2 separate regions of the Triticum aestivum genome follow, and region 2 is linked to region 1. Evidence: chromatin contacts called from public Hi-C data. All regions are on one chromosome and are shown on one strand. Each heading gives the region's core, a stretch centred on a gene start, on an enhancer-like site or on the middle of the called end of the contact. The rest is flanking DNA. Distances are from core to core; before and after follow the strand shown. Region 1 has its middle 56 kb from the start of LOC123125521. Region 2 holds the start of LOC123122762.

What was found. Hi-C and Micro-C count contacts between places; a contact is called where the count stands out from the background.
Region 2: a Hi-C map of leaf shows a contact between it and region 1, with 5 times the contacts expected there. The contact joins the promoter of LOC123122762 here to the enhancer-like site in region 1. A contact is called at or near these places in 2 of 5 Hi-C or Micro-C datasets (both in leaf).

What each region holds. Positions count from the first base shown.
Region 1 is chr5D:461,349,400-461,353,245 of IWGSC CS RefSeq v2.1, reverse strand. No RefSeq gene overlaps it. Among protein-coding and RNA genes, the nearest start is that of LOC123125521, 56 kb to the right of the region's middle. Within about 2 kb of position 1,700, at least 2 of the 8 cell types and tissues checked have an H3K27ac peak or open chromatin away from gene starts, as enhancers often do. A contact at or near this core is called in leaf, where this site is marked.
Region 2 is chr5D:461,511,243-461,515,332 of IWGSC CS RefSeq v2.1, reverse strand. It overlaps LOC123122762, which reads right to left and starts at 2,254. Exons shown (of 3, transcript XM_044543100.1): 1 at 1,471-2,254; 2 at 1,268-1,367; 3 at 614-1,177. The coding sequence starts at 1,935. The coding sequence ends at 843. It overlaps LOC123122763, which reads left to right. Exons shown (of 7, transcript XM_044543102.1): 7 at 58-350.

The DNA.
Region 1 (3,846 bases), core at 451-2,950:
TCTTTTCATTATTATTATTTTTGTTTTAATTCATTTTAAAGTATTTAGGCTTTTTTGTAAAAGCATGGTTTCTTCACCATAATTAGCTAGGCATTAATTGGCACACTCCAAACATTTTAGTTTTAGTAATTGAAAACTTTTATTGTTTGCTTGATTTTGAATCTGAATTCGAATCGGTTTCGAACTAACGCAAGACTAGCAACAGTAATCAAGGTGACGTGGCATCATTAGCAGAGGGTTACTGTAGCTTAATTATCCGGGCGTCACAAAGTGGGTGCAGGCGGGGAGCGCTATCGCATTGGCTCCGGATCCGGCTTGGGCTCGACGACGGCGGCGGCGGCGGTGGAGGCGGGACGAAGAGCGGGGTGTGGACGAAGTCCCCCGCCGTCGACAAGGCAAGGGCTTGCTCCAACCCATCCCAATGCGCGTCCTCGTCGATCCGGCTAGCCTCTTGCGCGTGCTGCAGGGCCTGCTCGAGGGCGGCTTGGTACTCCGCCTCAGCCTCCATTTCCTCCGGCTCTACCCGCGGGGGCGGCAGTGAAAACTGCGGGTTGGCATCGACGCCTAGCCTCCGTTGCTCCTCGTGTTCGAGGGCAAACCAGGCCTCCCAGTTGGGAGAGTCGGCGGCATACTCGTGCATCCGCCGCTGCGCCGGCGTGAGCTGCGCCTGGCACCTGCGCACCTCCTCATCGTGCGCCCGTTGTGTCTGCGGAACCGCCGGCTGGGATCCGGTGCGGATCGAGGTGCCAGTGGTGCAGCAGCGTCACATCGGGGTAAGGCAGCGGCTGCCTATGCTCCCAGTGCCACCGCGCTTGGTGCACCGGGATGTGCAGACGCCGACGACCTGGGCGGACGCGCGCCGGCGGCGGAGGAGGGGAGGAGGAGCACGGGAGGATGAGGCGCCGGGGGTGCACTTGCCCTGGCGGCTGCTGCTGCCGAAGAGGCCCATTGCTAGGGTTTGGGGGTGTCGCCGGCGAGGAAGCACAAGAGGGTGGTGTGGGGCCAGATGTGGACGGAAGTGGATGAGGCCGGCCCCCGCCGCACGCGTGGGTTAAAAAAGGATGCTTCCACTGGCTGACTAGTGAGCCCTCTGTCGGTGGTCGTCATAAATTAGACGACGGGTGGTAGTTGGGTGGCCGCCAAGTGAGACCGCGGCGGACACCGAGGGGACGCGCGGCGGGTCCACTTCGCGTCCGTGCCGTCGCATTTGGGCTGCAAATTTGGGTCATAAATGCGTCGGCGTGGACGCGTAGAGACGCGATTTGGGTTTGAGTCGACGCGTTGGGCCTTTGCTTTTGTCCGTGCCGACCCAAACGAACGCAGCGGATAAAATGGGTCGTCCATTCGAATTGCTCTTAGCGACTCTGCTAGAGATGCTTAACGGAGTTGTCACCCGAGCGACCCTGGTTGTAGTCGTAGACGTGTAGCATCCGCTTGGATTCGGAGCAAGATACGGCGAAATTGTCTCTCGGCGCCGGAGAGAACCTGCCAAGGCGACGACGGCGGCCGGTCTATGTGATGACGCATGTGGCGGGCGTAGGGACACGATAAAGTTGGTGCGATTTGGCCGCACGACCATGGACGACAGCAAAGAAACGGCAGAAAAGGCGACGGTAATTGCTCCCTTTTCCCATACCGTGGCGTGCATGATCCCTCGCTTTTGGGGAGATATGGGTCGACGCGCCTTTTCTCGCGCCATCATGATCTCTGGTGACGGCGGTGTGCCGTAGCAGCGTCCGTTCGGGTTCAGACCAAGCCGATCTGACCGACCCTCGTGTCCGGAAAGGCCCTAATAATTCGACAAAGTTTGGATTGCAAGGAAGGTCTCATTGCACGAAATGTTTTTCTGACGTGTTATTGCACGAAATGTTTGGTGTCACGTCCATGTCAGCGGCGTCGGTTTGTTTAGCTGGAGTATTTGCCAAAACAAAGATTCCTTTGGGGGCAGGGAATTGGTTATTACTCGGCTGCACGGGCTGTTAGTTGTACACTTGTACTACTGCTAGGTTTTTTGCACTGGGGCGCCGCCATCATGTATCTACGCGTATGTATATATTAAAATATTCTCCTATTGCGAATCAACATGTGGTTGGATGGTTAGAGGGACTGTGGTATCCTCAGCCCACCAGGGTTCAAATCCTGGTACTCGCATTTATTCCTAGATTTATTTCAGGATTTCCGGCGATGCGCATTCAGTGGGAGGAGAACGAGGCGTCTACCGTGACTTCATAAATCTCTAGATGATATGCCGGCTCAGTCTTTCGGAGGTGCTCATAGGGGTAGGGTGTGCGTGTATGCGTTCATAGGGGTGAGTGTATGCGCGTGTATATGAGCGCTTGTGTCTGTACTGATGTTAAAAAAAATATTCTCCTACTTTGCCCCGCGCGTAGTACGTACGGCATAAAGTCAAGAGACTCTTTACCGACTCACGATACGACGCTGCAGTGCCAGTGGCTGCTAACGAGCACTCCTTTTTCATAAAAAAATATAAGAGCGTTTAAATCATTATGCTTTTATATTTCTTTTCAAAAGGAGTAAATATTAAATGTCTAATCCATAGATTTGATGTCGTTGATGAAAAGGGCAATGGAAGCTACCATCCGGCCGGTGCGACCGTGCGCAACCAAAGTACTCACTAGTCTGTCCGATGCGTTTCTGCTGTTTGATACGGAGGTTTGTCAGCCGAAGCTCAACAATGACCAATGGCGGCATGGCGGTACGTAAACGCGCGTAAAGCCGATGTGATCCGGCGGGCGGAGACCACGACCAAATTAAGAGTAATGCTACATTCATGAATCATTACGTGGGTTTTACAGGGACATTATGACTTGGCAGATGGTGATTGGTTCAAGGGGGAGGGAGGGGTCCCACCCGCTGAAAATCAGGGGTGGCAAGAATTAGAGGAAGGAGCCCATGAACCTCCTGTAACCCGTCCGTTGGTTTAACAATTTCGCCAAACTAAAACGGTGCAACGCAGTGATGGATATCCCGACTGATTGACCACTAGCCTTAACGTTAGACGGGCCCATTAAGGACTTATACAATGCAAATGTGTTAAGGATGATGCTTAGTCTAAAAAAACTAGTTTAGAGATATGCACCGATGGTTAAGAAAAAACTTGATTTATTTTACGAAACATCTCCCTAAGCATCTCGCATTGTCCAAGGTCTAAGGGGCACCTGAAGCGGTTTCCAAGGATTGTTTTTAGAAAGCTTTGAAATCTTTCTCACCAGGTTTTGGGAAACTTCAAGCCGTTTTCTATTATGTGGTCTCCTTTGCTATTTTCTTATTTGTGTTTTCAGTTCTTGCGTTATTATTCTATTTATTCAAATTCAGGCACAATCTTGAAATCCATGAACATTTCTAAAATTTATGAATATTCTTCATATTTTTGAATGTTTTCAAATCCAAGAACATTTTAAAACTTCATGACCATTTCTCAAATTCATGAATGATTTTATTCAAATTCACACACAAAATCATGAAGAAAAATTTAAATTGCCGATTTTTTGGGAATTCCTGAACATATTTTCTATCCATGAACATCTTCAAATTTGTGAGAGTTTTACAAATTAGTGACATTTAGTAAATTAGAGTACATTTTAAAATTTGTGGACATTTTTTCAAATTCAAGAAGTCTTATTTGAGGTTGTGAACCTTTTTCAAAACTTGTGGCTATTTTTAAATTCATGAATGTTTTTCAAACACATGAGCATTTTTTCATTCATGAACAATTTTTTGAATTTGTAAACATTTTTAAAATTCATGATTTTCTAAATTAGTGGAATTTTTAAAATTCATGATTTGTAAGAAAATTTATAACCATTTAAAAAAATAATACCGGTG
Region 2 (4,090 bases), core at 1,005-3,504, 160 kb before region 1:
TCCATGTTCTCCCTTCTTTTCTTCTCCCCCTTTCTGATTCGCTTTTTGTGCTGTTAGGCGAGATCTGTCCAGTGGTTTGCGGGAGGGTTTTGGTTGCAAGCTGGGCACATGCTGTGTCCTGTGTGACCCTGAAGATCAAGAGAGGGGTAGGTCGCCGATTTTTCTGGAGCGGTTTGTTGTCCAGGGTTACCGGGTCAGCTACTTTCTCTGACCCGTTTTGACGTCCTTTATGTCTGTCAGCTGTTTTTGTGACTGTACAGGTGTCATATGTTCATTTGTCAGGATTTTTGAATGTTCTCAAATTGTAAAACAGTCAAATATCAAATAGACAGTCCCAAAAATTACCACCACGCCTGAGCCGGTGATCCCTGCCTCCTCGCGCCACACCGCCTCTTCCCTCTTGTAAGCGGCAGCGCGACAGCGAGGGGCGGAGCAGAATCCGCGAACGGTCGAATAAGGAAGAGCCGACGCCGCGGCGCCACAGGTACCGTCACTCACGCCTTTGCCATCGAAATCACTCGGCCGCCCATCCCAGTCGATGCCGGAACGCGGCCACTGGAATTTCCTGAGGCAACGTGAAAGTGAAACACACCACGAGTTTTTACGTGGCTGATGACAAAGGAGCACGAGAGAGAGTCGCTCCGAAATCTTTATTGACATTGCTCTCAAGCTACAAATTAAACCGCTACGGGCAGTGAGAGAAAAGAGGAAAAGGCACAAGAGCTTCATAGGTTTTCGCTTTTCTATTAATAAGTACTATGTCTTGCTTTGCTAACTTGTAATGAAAGAACAAATGAATAATGCATGTTATGCTGCTTATGCAGCAGGGACATTGGACACGTTCACGCGAAGGAGGCTTGCTTGTTGCGTGTCTGCGGATGGGCCGAGAGCTTGGACAGCAGGAAGAGGCCGGCGGAGGAGGCGAGCACCGCCCCGGCGAAGCAGGCCATGTCGAGGCCGGTGACGAGCGGCACGCTCTTGAACTTCTCGAGGACGCCTGCCTGGAGCAGCAGGATGACGGCGTGGCCGAACCTCGACTTGGCCTGCGTGACGGACCGGATCCTCGCCCCTTTCTTCAGCCTCTCGTAGATGGGCTCCTGGACGCGCTGGGAGCCGTAGAACATGCCGTACATCCCCATGCCGAACGTGAGCAGGGCGGTGCCGATCAGGAACATGTCTGAACGAGGACAGAAAATAGTTACTAACAGACTCGATCAGATTGATGGCGCAGGGTGCCTTGTGTGTGATTAAAAGTACGGGTACGTACCTAATGCTTCGATGAGCAGCTTGATGATCTCGGCGTGATCTATCGTCTGCGACATGGCACGGAACTGCAAGGAGAACGACTGCAGAACAATGCCACAACCCTACAGACACGCATGAAGAAAGGTTTGATCAGTCTTTGAAGACTTGACTTGCAGCATATATGGCCACACATATAGGAGGATGAAGAAGCGCTTAGTTGGTTACCTCGAGGAAACATGGGACTGAACCGAGGAGCGATCCTGCGACGCCGATGAGCGTGAACGACTGGCATCTGACGATGCCCTGGTGGATGACGGCCTCGACGACCTTGGCCCAGCGACGCCGCGTAAGGGCCAGCCACGTCGCCCCGAACTGCCGGAGCACCAGCCTCCGGGTGACCTCGTACGCTAGAGGCAGCAGGAGATCCACGCTGCCCGCTTCCCCCGGCAGGCGTTGCTTCTCCTCCGTCGTGCTGGCGGTGGTCGCTCCCAGGGTTATCAGCGCCGCCCTCTGCTCGGCGGCGCGGCCGATCCCGCGCCTCGCCGCCTTGGTGCCCCACAGGAACGGGAACTTGAGAGACGGGATGCGGCACGACGGCCGGCTGGCCGCCGGAGACGACGACGGCAGACGGCTGTCCTTGGCGGTGGCCGCTCTGAGTAGCCTGCCGGTACCTGCAGCCCTGGCCGCCATTGCTGGACTCGGTCAGCTCCTTGTGTTCAACCAACGTTGCCTGTGCTGCGCTGCGTTGAAGCTGAAGTATTGACTGTGCAGAGGACCTTTCGAACCACGAGGCCGTATAAATACTGGGAGGGAGGAATGACATGGAATGGAACATGTGCAGCAACTAGAAGGCGGGGAAGGTTCCAAGAATAGACGGGGCGAATGAACCGTGGCGGTGAAGGAGCTGGGCGTGTGGAAGATCAGGAGCGGACGATTCCAATGGCGGGCGTCTCGTTCCTGTGGCTGGAGAAGCTTTGTCGCGGCGCCGAACCGCACCAACGGTGCCCAGGGTTCCGTTGACGTGTTAGCGCCCGCGCGCGCGCGCGTACTTTTTCCGTGCCGCGGCGGCATCGTGCTGCTGGTATCTCGTAGATGGTCATTTGGCGCGAGAAACGACAGGAACGAAGAGTCGTTGTGCGCACCTACCGCTCTCGTAGCAGCAGCTGCAGCACGAGAGAGCGATGTCGCGTGGAGGAAGGAGGAAAGGTTTGCCTGAAGCTGCAACTTGGTGCGCAAACTTCCTTCCGGCCAGAAAGATCCAGGGATTTTTCGCCGGGCGCGAACGCTGGCGCGCCCGTCTAAACCTGGCCGTCTGTTAGGAAAGGTGGGCCGGACGCGCGCGTGGGCTCGTGTGTCACGGCAGGTACGAGAGCGAGATGGCAGCGGAAGGCGATACGAGGTGGACGGGCGAGCCGCCGGGCGGACGGACGCGTGTGCGGCGGCAGCGCGTTCCTTGCCGCTCCGGCCTCGTCCGCGGGCACGTGATGCAAAACGCTCGCCGTCTTCGTTTTCTCTCCTGCTGGTACGAGGACGGAGCCACACTCCGTGGTGGCAAGCCGAAAGGTACGGGTGCAGACTCTCAAGTCTCAAGCTTGAAGCTTTTCGGGCAAGTGTGTGGTCGTTCGTACATTTGTCATTCTCGCGGGCGCGGGGGCTGCATTCGGGGTCGGTGCACCTGGTGCTTTTGTCTCTAGAACCTAGCTACCAGCTGGAGCGTATGGGAAGGGGCTCCTGCTCTCTTGGGAGTATCCCAGGTCCAGACTAGTCACCAGAGCTTGTGTGAGCAGCGTGTAGGCGCGCCCTCACACTTGTCAGTCTTGCAATTTCGCAAATAAATGTGTTCCATCTCGGCTATTGGCGGCATGGCACATCAATCATGGACACGGCCGGGCACTTGTGTGTGTGCGCGAGCGTGTTTTGATCAAATACAGCAGGTACCAACGGCACGAAAAAGAAACACCCGGCTCCGATGCGTGGTGCTCGCGGAATTTTTCCTATAAAAAAATGCCAACGAGGGTTAGCCCTTGGATTGAACAATTAATAGGAACCATCCATTCGACGTCACCTGATGGCTTGTATTACTATTACCTCTTGATAGTTAGGGCATGGATAACAAGTCTGTACGGTTAATATGGACCTTTTCCTTTATAAAAATACGAAGAAAAAAAATCATGTCATTAAAACATGGTGCTAAACTAGGAGACATAGCATGTATAATGCAAACTTTTTCTATGTCATTTTTTCATGCCATGTCCCTGCCACCAATTTTCTTTCGAGCTTGGTTAATACGTAGTCAAGTTAGTTAATAGACATTTATCTTAATCATGCAAAGCATATAAACCGGATATTCATGTGAGTAACAAGTAAAAACACAATAGTCCTTTGTACTTTTGATTTTTTTTAATCATTGTACAGTTTCAACATGAAAAATATCATCTGAGACCAGGTCTCTTTTCCCATCACGGGAGACCCCATCCAGAATAACACATGTGTTTAACACCCATCTCAAAGCATCTTCTTCCCCAACTTCACATCTCCGCCATATTCCCATCCACCAGAGATGACCATCTCACGGTTAGCCTTCTCCTACGTCATCGTCAACAATAAAAATATTAGAGGATGTCGGCTGACTCTCCAAATATATCCATAGCCAAAGTCAAGCAATATGTTTCTGAAGTGAAATTCTCCCCCAATTTTCAAACAGTTCACTAAAACCAGATATTGAAGTAGTGTCTCTTACAAAACGCTTCCGCTCGCGTCGCCTCTAGGGGGGCGACTTGGGCGCCCTAGCCACCGCCGCATTCGACCTCCCTCCTCCCCTGCTTCCCTGCCGCCACCGGAGGAG